Regions from separate parts of the Mus musculus genome. Here region 2 is linked to region 1. A link is a contact called in public HiChIP or PLAC-seq data. All regions are on one chromosome and are shown on one strand. Each heading gives the region's core, a stretch centred on a gene start, on an enhancer-like site or on the middle of the called end of the contact. The rest is flanking DNA. Distances are from core to core; before and after follow the strand shown. Region 1 has its middle 75 kb from the start of Lyplal1. Region 2 overlaps Rrp15 (ribosomal RNA processing 15 homolog (S. cerevisiae)).

Evidence for each region. HiChIP or PLAC-seq counts read pairs in DNA pulled down with a chosen protein or histone mark.
Region 2: a FOXA1 HiChIP or PLAC-seq map of pancreatic cancer cells shows a contact between it and region 1. The contact joins two enhancer-like sites. A contact is called at or near these places in 3 of 484 Hi-C or Micro-C datasets (the N1E-115 cell line, cortical neurons and nephron progenitors) and 1 of 115 datasets of contacts at active chromatin or transcription factors (pancreatic cancer cells).

What each region holds. Positions count from the first base shown.
Region 1 is chr1:186,039,593-186,045,124 of GRCm38.p6, forward strand. No RefSeq gene overlaps it. Among named protein-coding and RNA genes, the nearest start is that of Lyplal1, 75 kb to the right of the region's middle. Within about 2 kb of position 4,124, at least 18 of the 459 cell types and tissues checked have an H3K27ac peak or open chromatin away from gene starts, as enhancers often do. A contact at or near this core is called in pancreatic cancer cells, where this site is marked.
Region 2 is chr1:186,720,009-186,725,328 of GRCm38.p6, forward strand. It overlaps Rrp15 (ribosomal RNA processing 15 homolog (S. cerevisiae)), which reads right to left. Exons shown (of 5, transcript NM_026041.2): 5 at 1,078-1,538. The coding sequence ends at 1,395. Among named protein-coding and RNA genes, the nearest start is that of Tgfb2, 17 kb to the left of the region's middle. Within about 2 kb of position 2,448, at least 33 of the 459 cell types and tissues checked have an H3K27ac peak or open chromatin away from gene starts, as enhancers often do. A contact at or near this core is called in pancreatic cancer cells, where this site is marked.

The DNA of each region.
Region 1 (5,532 bases), core at 2,874-5,373:
GGGAAATGGATCCAAAGGCAAGCAACAGAGTCAGACACAGTCCCCACTCTAATTTTTAGGGGACCCACATGAAGAACAATCTGCACATCTGCTATATTTGTGTATGGGGCCTATGTCCAGCATGCTTTGTGATTGGCAATTGAGACTCTGTGAGACCCCATGGGCCCAGTTAGTTGACTCTGTAATCTTCCTGTGGTATCCTTGACCCTTCTGGCTCCTACAGTCCTTCCCCCCAACTCTTCCACAAGTCTCCCTGAGCTCTGCCTAATGCTTAGCTCTGGGTCTCTGCATCTGTTTCCATCAGCTGCTGGATGAAGCCCCTCAGAAGACAATTATGCTAGGCTCCTGTCTGTAAGCATAACGGGGGATCATTAATAGTATCAAGGGTTGTCTCTCTCCCACGGGGTGGGTCCCAATTTGGGCCAGTCATGGGTTGGCCGTTCTTTCAAGCTCTGCTTCATCTTCATCCCTACACTTCTTGTAGGAAGGACAAATTTTGGGTTCAAGGTTTTGTGGTTGGGTTTGTGTCTCCCTTGATGCATATAAGTCCTGCTTGGTTACAGAAGGTAGCCTCTTCAGACTCCATATACCCTGCTGGTAGAGGTCTCAGCTAGAGTTTTCCCCATAGACTCCTGGAAGCCTCCCTAGTTCCAAAGATGCTCTGCCCCCCTCCCAGTGATTTTCTTTGAAATCTAGTCTTCCTAGTTCATTAAATGTACTGTCTTTTAATTTGAAATGTTTTTCAATGGACAACATTGAATTTTTACAATAGATCATAATCTCTTAAGCTCTTTGAGCTGACTATATAGTTAAAAAAAAAAAAAAACCTCACACAGTAAGGACACAGTAGACATGCCTTCGGGAGAGAGATATTTCAACTACTATGAAACAGGAAACATATACCAGATATCACTCGGAGACTCTCCAGACACCACAGAAGGGCACACATTAGACTCCATGGGTATTGTGCTTCCATCTTTAATTTTGTAACACTCATGTAAAATGCCGTTCAAGTCATTTCCTAAGTGGTCACAGCACTGGACCAAGAGCACATCCCTGTCAGCTTCCCTTCTGCTCTTCATTCTCATTTCTCACGGTACTGCTTGGTACTTACAGCTGAGGGAACTGTATGCTTTGGTCCCGCATGGGTGCCTTTCCAGCTGCACTCTGCCTATAACTTCAAGGTGGTCTGAAGCAAGCCTTTCTGTTCCACATTCTATCGGGAACATCATAGCTTAGGATTTAGACATATCTGACATTCTATCAGACTTAGGCTCTTAAACAAGTAAGATAGCCCAGCATAAAACAAAACAAACAAGCCCTCAAGTATATCCTTGCTACTTCTGGGAGATAATACTTTGGTTCTTTATGATATCTAATTGCTTTCCGATTTTTATTCATTGTTGAGTATAATAAAAATCCAGGAAGAGTGGATTTATAAGATGAGGCCATATATGAGGCTTGCTGCTTCCTCATAACACATGATTATACTTATAATTTATGATATGTTTATAGTCAACATGGCTTAAAGAAAGTAAAAATTCAGTTTATCAGTTTAAATCTCTGGGAGAAAAAACTTTGAATGGAGGAGGCAAGATTTGTTCCAACCGTCCATTAGGCTGATATATTTATAAAACAAAGTAAGTATGCCATTAAGTTAGTACAGAGAGTTTGACTTGGTTCTAAAACACTAAGAACAATTTTAAATGGGGCGCTGTGTGAACTTTTGTTTGAGAGACTTAAACAAAGATGTCTTTGGTCTTGAGAGGGTACAAGGACAGACTGGGGAGGGGGGTTATTCCACTCACATTTGGCTTGATGGAGCAATGGATTCATTTAGGGTTGCTTACAAGAACATGGGTGGGGCATTATTTACAGGAGCAGAGGCAATTTGCACAGAGCTACACCACGGAAGGAGCTCTCTCTTCCTCCCAGCAACTATTAGCCGCCTATGGAACAGGGGTTCCCAACCTCCCCAAGTACAGTGCCTCATGTTGTAGAGACCCACAACTATTAAGCTGGTTTTGTTGCTACTCCATAACTACAATTTCGCTAGAGTTGCGAATCATAATGTAAGTGGCTTTAGAGACAGAGGTTTGTCAAAGGGTTGTGACCCGCAGCTGAAGAACCACTGTTATAGATCCTCAAGGAGAGCAAGCCCTCGGGAGCTCCTCTCTTTTCTCAGGACAATAATCTATACAAGTCCTGTGTTGAGTGTTCTAGGGGGTGATGGACATGAAGTGGCCACAGGTCAGTGATCCATGGGTGGCCACTAAAATGTCCTTATCTATTGAAGTACAGTAATTAGATTTTTGGTCTCTGTGTGTTTATATCTTCTGAATGAATAACCAGGGTGGCTACTTTTCTGCTAGGCTATGCATGACCACACTGTTTCCACTACCTGGGAAGTCTGTGAACTGGATCATTTCAAAAGAATTAGTCATTATATAAGTTTTTTTTTTTTCCTGGCATGCCTCCAGCTCGTGTTTTGCTAATCTAAAGCATTTTCTTATTCAGTGGCAATAAAAACAAGCTTAAAATACACACCATATAACCATATAAATAAAAGCTATTAGCTCAGCCCTTGAATCAACCCTCCCACTCCCCAACCCCTGCTGCCCAGGACTCCCAAGTGCCACCTCCTTATTGATATCTTCTATTCTAGAAAATAAGAAATGTCTCTGTCTTGGCTCCTGTGCTCCCAATATCTAGTGAGTGCTCTTGCCTGTGCCAATGGCTTCCACTCAATTACCCCTTCAGGAACCCTAACATACCACATTTTTTCTTCTCAATAAGCTGCTTCCATGACTTGTTACATAGAGATGGTGACCACCTTGATCCGGATGATCATCAGAGGAAAGGTTTGAATTACAATGGAAGACATTAGGGTGTGGATAAATTAAATACTAACTTCACTGGTAAGTGGGCCCCATGTATTGCTCCTAAATCCAGGAGCACCTTAGGGAGCAAGTTGTAAATTCCGTGGAGCTTTCTGCACCTAGCCTGGTACCTCACAAAAGAGAGGCTGCGGGTTTCAGAAATATTTGGCGGAAGGATATGACTGAAGAAGTTGGTGATGCGAGTAAGGAACTATTGGGTTGCAGAAGCGACAATCCCCATGAACCAATGTAGAGTTCTGATAGAACCTCCAATTGTCACAACCAGGATGATCTTGAGGCCAGTATATTTTATGAAGTTTATTTTCTGTGTGATCTAAGCTAAAATAGGTATTAAAGTTTATTCTCTGCCAGATTATTTCCTCATCTGTAAAATGGCAGTAAATACTGAGACATCAGGTAACTGAATGGATTGATCAGAGATCTTTAGAGCAATAATCTATGAACAAAATGACATAGGGAGGTATCACAAACCTTAAAGAGACTATGTAGCTGGCTTCCTCTGGGTAGAGTTTTCATTAACAAATAGGCACCTTTGTAACTTTCTTGGTTTGTCAGAGGCTGACGTTACCACAGCTTCGTCTAGGAATGAAATATCACTGCTGTACTTGGGAGCTGGCTCATGTTGTCAGGCTATTTTGTTGTTGTGACTGACTTTGGCTTTGTATTTAATGTATTTAATGTTATTATCTCTGTGGGAATACGTCCCAAATTTATGTGGATGGGTACAGTTTCATGAAAATTAGATAAGTGGTCTAATGTGTGGGCCGGGAGGTTTATGAGTGATGCTGTTTGAAATGACTTTCTGTTCTTCCCATGTGGCATTCAGGATAACTCCTTCTAGTATATTATGAAACATAAAAGGGGAATTTGTGTTCTGTGTTCAGAAGAAACACCAGGAGTTATGACTGTTCCTGGGAAACAGCAATATAAAAATGGAGTTTCCTGGAACGTTGGAATTCATTTTCAGAGACTAGTCAGCTCAGTGTTTTCCAGTATTGATTCGGTTCATCTATACATTCTTTGTGAGCCTTCACAGGACCAGCATCAGAAGCCATGTCTCACAGTTATCTTCTGCCTACCCCCAAACTGCATCTAGTTGTTGTGGATTCAGTGTAGATTCATAATCATCACTTTTTTTTACCATCATACAATACTATTGCACACTCTTGAGTCATATTTATTATTTATTTGTCTATGACTCATCTTCTCAAGAACTCCTTGACAAAGGAGCTCACATCACACTGTTTACTTCAGAGCTTCCCTGGGGGCCGGACTCCCAACTTTAACATAAGAGAAATGTGATAAACTTTTATTGTCTCAGTGTTTGGCTTACAACATATCATATAACCCGCTGCTCTGAATCCATGCAATCAAGGAAGGAAACACTAGGCAGACTGAGAGAATAGTCTGTGTATACCCCAGGGCTGTACCCAGGCTGGGATAACCCTGCAGACATTCTTTCTCTCCATCCCAGTTTATTGTCAGTGCTTCTTCTCAAGGAAGAACACACACAAAAAAAACGTGAAACTAAGAAAAGCAAATGGAAACTTCAAATACAAAGACACTGGCTTTCCGAGGGGGGAAAATATACGGTTCAGCACGCTTACCCTCACTAATAATAGACTCTATGGCTTTGAAAAGACTGTTGTCAAAATAACATCAGTGAAGCACTGAGGTCATAACTGGCACTACTGTTTTGGCCCTGTGACCAGTTTTACATCAGGGACTTATTTTCCAGTTTCTTTCCTCCCAATCACTGCAATCATTTGCTCTAGTAGAGTCTAAATTGAATGGCGCGCACCATAAACCTGCTCCCCACTGCAGCTCACGCTGGCATTGTAAAAACGCAGGCAACAGTGGGAGGCATTGAAGTGGCTCACACACTGACCTCTTAAAAACCAAAGAGTAGGAAAGAACATCTTACAGCCCAGGTTCCTCCAGAATCCCACACACGGGACTCCTGACCGCCCTGGCTTGGTTGGACACTCATCTCCACTAGACACCATGACCCAGACATGAGGACAGTGGACCCAGCCTTGGTCCATTCACAGACCCACAGTGTGAAGCTGTTCCCTGAAGGAGAGTGCCCTTGAATAACGATGTCCAATAGGTAGCCCTGCGTTAGTTTTGCTGGGCAAATCTAGGGAAAATAAATAAGAAAACTCACCAAGACTCCATCAAGCTGTTCATAAAGGACTTTAGAGGAAAAACTCTTATTCATCAGCCCATTAAGTCTATTGGCTCTGCTGTTCCCTCAAAAGAGAAAAAAAATTAAAGAGATGATGTAACTGAATTACTCTACCTAACTAACTGACGGCTTGAAAATTGAATTTGTCTTTCTTTTCCTGACATCATCACCAATAATAAAACTTAAGCTATTAAAACAGAGTTTTCATCAGGAATGTGTGATACAGACCTGTATATAGAATTTTTATGAGTAGGTTCTGACTCTGGAACTATCATATAGCTACATGAAAGTGCTTGCCATGCAGGCACAAGGATCTGGAGTTTGAATCCACGGGCCCTATCTAAAAGTTTGTTGTGGTGGCATATACCTGACATCCCCAAACCAGGGGTAAAGGAACTGGGGAGGGACACAAATAGATCCCTTGAGTTGATTGACCAACCCAAA
Region 2 (5,320 bases), core at 1,198-3,697, 680 kb after region 1:
GCGAAGCTGAAGCTGGATGATGGAGATTTCCAAGACTACCCTGGTATCTCACAAGTCCGACTCAAGAGTTAGACAGACGTGCTCCTCAGCATCCCCCTCGCACATACAGGTTCTGTTTCAGTATTTTACAACCAAGGCACAGGGACTCTAAAACCTATAAGACATGTTCACATGACAAAGTTACGTCATGAGCTCTCTTACAAGTGGCACTGTGGTCCAGGGGCAACTTGATTCTATGATGGAATAAAATCCCTTCTGAAAGAAGAAATTTGTGAACATTCTCTTCCTTGTGTATGCTTTGAAAACTGGGCTCAACTTCCTGAAGTTAACTGAAGGGCTAGAGAAGTCAGCTCTGCTTCCAGGACAACCTGTTCATCACAGGCAGCTGTGCATGCCCTTTTGTTATCCACGCGGGCTTCAGAAGCTGCAAAGACGCTGTGTGCTGCATTAACCTCCGCTCAGCAATGTCCCATTACTTAGCATCCCTGGATCACTACCGAGAAAGCTTGCTCACAGTTATTTAGATTAAAATGACAAAACCACCAGCCACACAATTTAATATGGCACTTACGTTCCCGAGTGAGATGAAGACACAGACACACACGCACCTTACGGCTTTCCTATAATAAGCATTCAGCACCATGCTACGAGCTTCACTCTGACAGGGGCCCCGTAGTCATGGAACATTTATAGCCCTTGATTTGGCCTGAAAACATAAACCTCCTGCTCCAACCCAGGGGCAGGGTTGGGCCTCAGTGTAGAGCAGATCCAAGTGTGTGCCATGGGTGGTCGCAGGGCTCCCTTCATGGAAAGATGGAGAGAGACGGGTCCTTCTCATGAGAGCGCGTCACGCTCAATACCTACTTCCCTTACAGACTTGGTAACTGGAGCCAAGTTTCACAGAAATAGTGGAGGAAATCACACAGCTTCACTGGTTTTCTAGAACTAAAATAGAAAAGATAACAATTTGAAATTTTATGTACCTTTTTCTTAAAGGCTTAGCCACACAAACCAACGGCACCAATCACCCACCCTCCGTGACAGACAGATCTATGGATCTGAGCAGGGAAGCAGAGATTTCATATCAAATTCACTTTAATTATAAATGGGACCGCACTTTAGAAACCCTGATGGATGATGGGCATGTGTCCACAGCAAAGGATCCTAGAAAATTGCAGTTTACTGCTCAAGAAAAAAAATATTTCTCTGTACAAATATTTTAGAAAAACAGGTTAAATTTCTGTAAGAATTAAAAATACAGCTTTAATACAGTCTGCACCTGAGGAACCCTAGAGCACAGGTTCTCAGGAAGTCCTAGCATTTGGCAGATGGCCATGCGCAGGCTCCCAACCGTCGGGTCATTTGCAGCGGAGCTGGATGCTCCCGTCTGCCGCTCAACGGCTGGCTGCGGCCTCTGCCCTGCCACCAGCAGGCTCCTCGCCCTCGCTCTCCTTGTCCCAGTCCTTCATGCTGGCTCCCATCATGAAATCATCTCGCAGAATCTTCCACCCTGGGCTCTCTTCTGATTTCACTTCAGTCTAAGAAAAATCACAGAACCAAAACATTCACAAATCAATTTAACCATAAAGAAAATTTAAAAATTATATACTTCAAAACAAACTTTTCAATATGTACTTTGAAATGAGATAAAACCAAAATAATATAAAATTGATTTTATATTCTGTGCTCATGTATATACAAATACAGAGTAAAGAAAAAATTTCAATTCTACCAATGAAACATAAAAGCAAAATAATTTAGAGTTGGGGAAAATACAGATTTGGCATCACTTTTAAAAATATTTGGACAACATTAATTAACCTTTGGTGGTACCTTATTAGAAAATCCTTGGCAGTGACTTTAATGGAGCCTAAAGTTTAACCCCAAGCGCACTGAAGCGAGAAGCTAACTGGCACTGTGCAGCTGCTTGAGACAGTGCCTCTTCCAGAGTCTGTAGCAGCGCGGACATACAAGGTCTCACTGCCTGACACAGTCACGGAGTCGGGAACTAATAAAGCCCAGGAGTTAGAAGTAACTGAAGCAAGCAACAAACTCAGGAGACAAGTCATTCCACGCAGCCACGGGGTAAGACCTGGAGCTAAGGACACACGCCTTCCTTTGTGGAACAACAGCACCACCGTGTGGCAGTCGTGTGTACTGCAACACTGACGTGACCAAAACCAAGTCCTGTTCTCACAACCACAGGTAGTCTGCAAATCTATCCCATCTGGGGGCTGTGTCTATGTAGCAAGCATTTTTTAAAAAGACACCAAAATGTCCGCAAGGTTTCACAAGCTAATTACATAACTGTGCTACAGCTTGTTTATTTTTTAGGAACCTATTTATGTATTAAGAGGAAAAATGGACCGCTTCTGCCTTTGTGGGATAAAAAACTAAATCACAGCTTGCACCCAGAACAGCCGGGAGCCAGGGAGGCAGACAACTGCATAGACTGGGAGCTGACTTAGTAGTTCACGTATCGACACCGGCTGCAGTGGAACCAGCACTGGGGACTAGAAACACTCGTGTGGTGTGAGACCACGACAGTGGAATGCTTGTCAGGTGAGTGGCCGGGCCCTGTTCCCCACTGACTGCTGGACTCTCTGGAGCGGAAGCTCCACAGCTATTCCAGGTTTTCTGACTCAACCCCATGCTCTTGCTGGCACTCAGGACCAACAATTACAGCAGGCTGGCCAACTTAACTGCTCAAAGCTTTTGATTAAAGTAGTAATTTGAAATAGGGTCTCATACTGCAAACCATGTTAGACTACGACTCATTACTGTATGTTGCCCAAGCTGGACTTCAACGCGCAGCAATTCTGCCTTAGCCTCCTGAGTGCTGGGATTATAAAAATGAGCCATCATGACCTGGTTTCAATTCAGTTTTTTTTGGTTTGGGTTTTAAATTTATCAACAATACAATTTAGAATTATAAAAGGCAGTGAAACAAGATTGCTCAGTCTTTGAGAATCAGGAACAATAAATAGATTGGTACTCCAGATAGTCTGAGGGCTTTCGAAATTATGACAGTTTAAGCATACTTCATAGTCTGTAATTTGAATAGCTAAAATTCTTGTTTAAATAAAATACAGCAGGTTTGGCCTAATGGACTAGGCAAGGAACTCTCAGCCTGGAATTCAGGTTCACTTTGGTTTTAAAGCACCCATTAGACATCAAGGATGGCCAACCTGGAGTGAAGCTGAGGAGAAGGGAGGCAGGTGAGAAGGTAAAACTGAGACAATCACACAGGAAAACAGACAGACAATAGAAGACAGTGTGAAGTAGAACCCGTTCAGGAGGCTCCTTAACTGCAGTGCAGAAGAGACAGCCAAGGGAGAAGAAAGTCTCCAGGCTCAGCGTGAAGGAAAGTTCCAGAACAACCTCATGCCAGGCCTATGGAATGCAGTACAGCAGTGACTTCACAGGGCACAAGCAGGCAGAAGATCCCATCACCAAGCCACAACCTTCCTGCCAGCACTGACACAACCAGTAAGAGTGAATGGAGACACGGTACAAGAACCAGGACACTCGGGTGCTAGCTAATATGGGAGCAACCTCGGATGGCACAGCAATGCATTTAAATAGCAGAATGGTCACAGGGACACCCTGAGGGGCGATGGATCCCCGCAGAGAATGGAGGCTTCTATAAAGAATACCTCAGTAGGAATATAGGAAAGTGTGGAGACCCTGGCTTATACGCTGCTCAGTGGCAAAGAGCACCAAACCCTAGCTTTGTACTAAAATAAGTGAGTCTGGGGTGAAATGTGACTTCCAAGACTACATGAGTGCAAAGAGACCTTACAAGGCAGGACAGCAAAACAAGAGACAAACAAAACCAGATGGCTACACTGTCATTTACAGTCCCAGATTCCCTCTAAGTTTCTCAAGAGCATCTGTCAAGGAGCCCTGCTGGTCCTATTACTTACATTTTATCATGATGACCCTGCCTGCCTGTTGTGGCTGTCTTTGCTGTATTACTGAGTCGGTGTGTGCTGGCTAGACCCTCTGCAGCACCACATTTCTGACTCTCTGAGTGCCTGCCAGGTGGGAATATCACTCCATATGACGAAAGGGAACGAGGGCTCAGGACATGAAGCCTTTGTTCAAGCATTCATGAGCAAGTCAGCCCTGAAGCACAGGCCAAAATCCACATCTCTTACACACGCTGCTCTACTACCTGTTACCTCCCATCAACAACCCAGCAGAACTAACGCTAAAATACACAGAAAATGGTGTACAATTGTCTCCTGTATTCCATGCCGGCTTCAAACTTAACTGTGAAACAAGACTGGGCCAGACCTTCTGATCTATCTTCCTGCTTCTACCACTGCCTGTGGGTTACAGGCACGAACTGCAGCAGCACACATGGTTCACACCGTGCTGAGGCTAAGCCCCAGGCATTTGTGCATGCTGGTCAAGTACTCTGCAGGCTAAGCTACATCCCTTAGACCTAACTTCCACAGAAGTCCTAAACTAAGCAGATTACACTGTTCTTCTGCAAGTCGATCTACTGGATTGCTTCATAAGCAATCTTACCACCGAGCATACGGCTTAGAGCATCCACAATGAAGATAAACCAGATAATCACAAGTTAATACAACAACCCCAGGCACAGGGATATTGGAGGTCTAACCTACAGCACTGCATCCCCACCTGCTGTCCAGACCATGTCAGGCCGTGATGTGAGGCTGTACTGATTAGATGGCCTACAGCAACGTGTCTCTAAACCCTTCATGCTTACACTAACTGAAAAGGAAAACGGAGTAGGGTCGGTCAAATGGCTCAGTACTAACCATGCGAGCAGAAGGACCTGAGTCCCAGCCTATGGTCTTAGCGCTGCAAGGGAAAGACAAGAGGACCCCGCTGTCTGCTAGAGAGGAAAGCATTCCTCATCCATCTCTAGCTTACACACACATGTAGGCTAGAGCATTGTACACACACATGTGTCTGTGCACAAGAGCAGCAAATAACACTACATGATGCAAGGTATCCCCAGTGGCCTGCTCTTAGACAGATATTCAATCAAGATCATGCAGATGCAATCGGTGTACATTTTGAAGATGAAGACAGCTCTTAGAGTGCTAACCATTTAAGTTCAGACACATTGGTGTCTAAGGAATGCTAAGGATGAAGACCTGAAGTTATTAATTCAACAGCAAATAATTAAACAGTTTGCTCTCACTCGATTTTGAAGGAAGAAAAGTCAAACCCTAAAAGAATGGCCACATCTTAGGCTTAGCAGTGATCAATGTGTTTATCTCAATTGATTTGTCTAATAACACTGAGTTTTACTTTAATTTTAGCTAAACAGTTTTAGTGC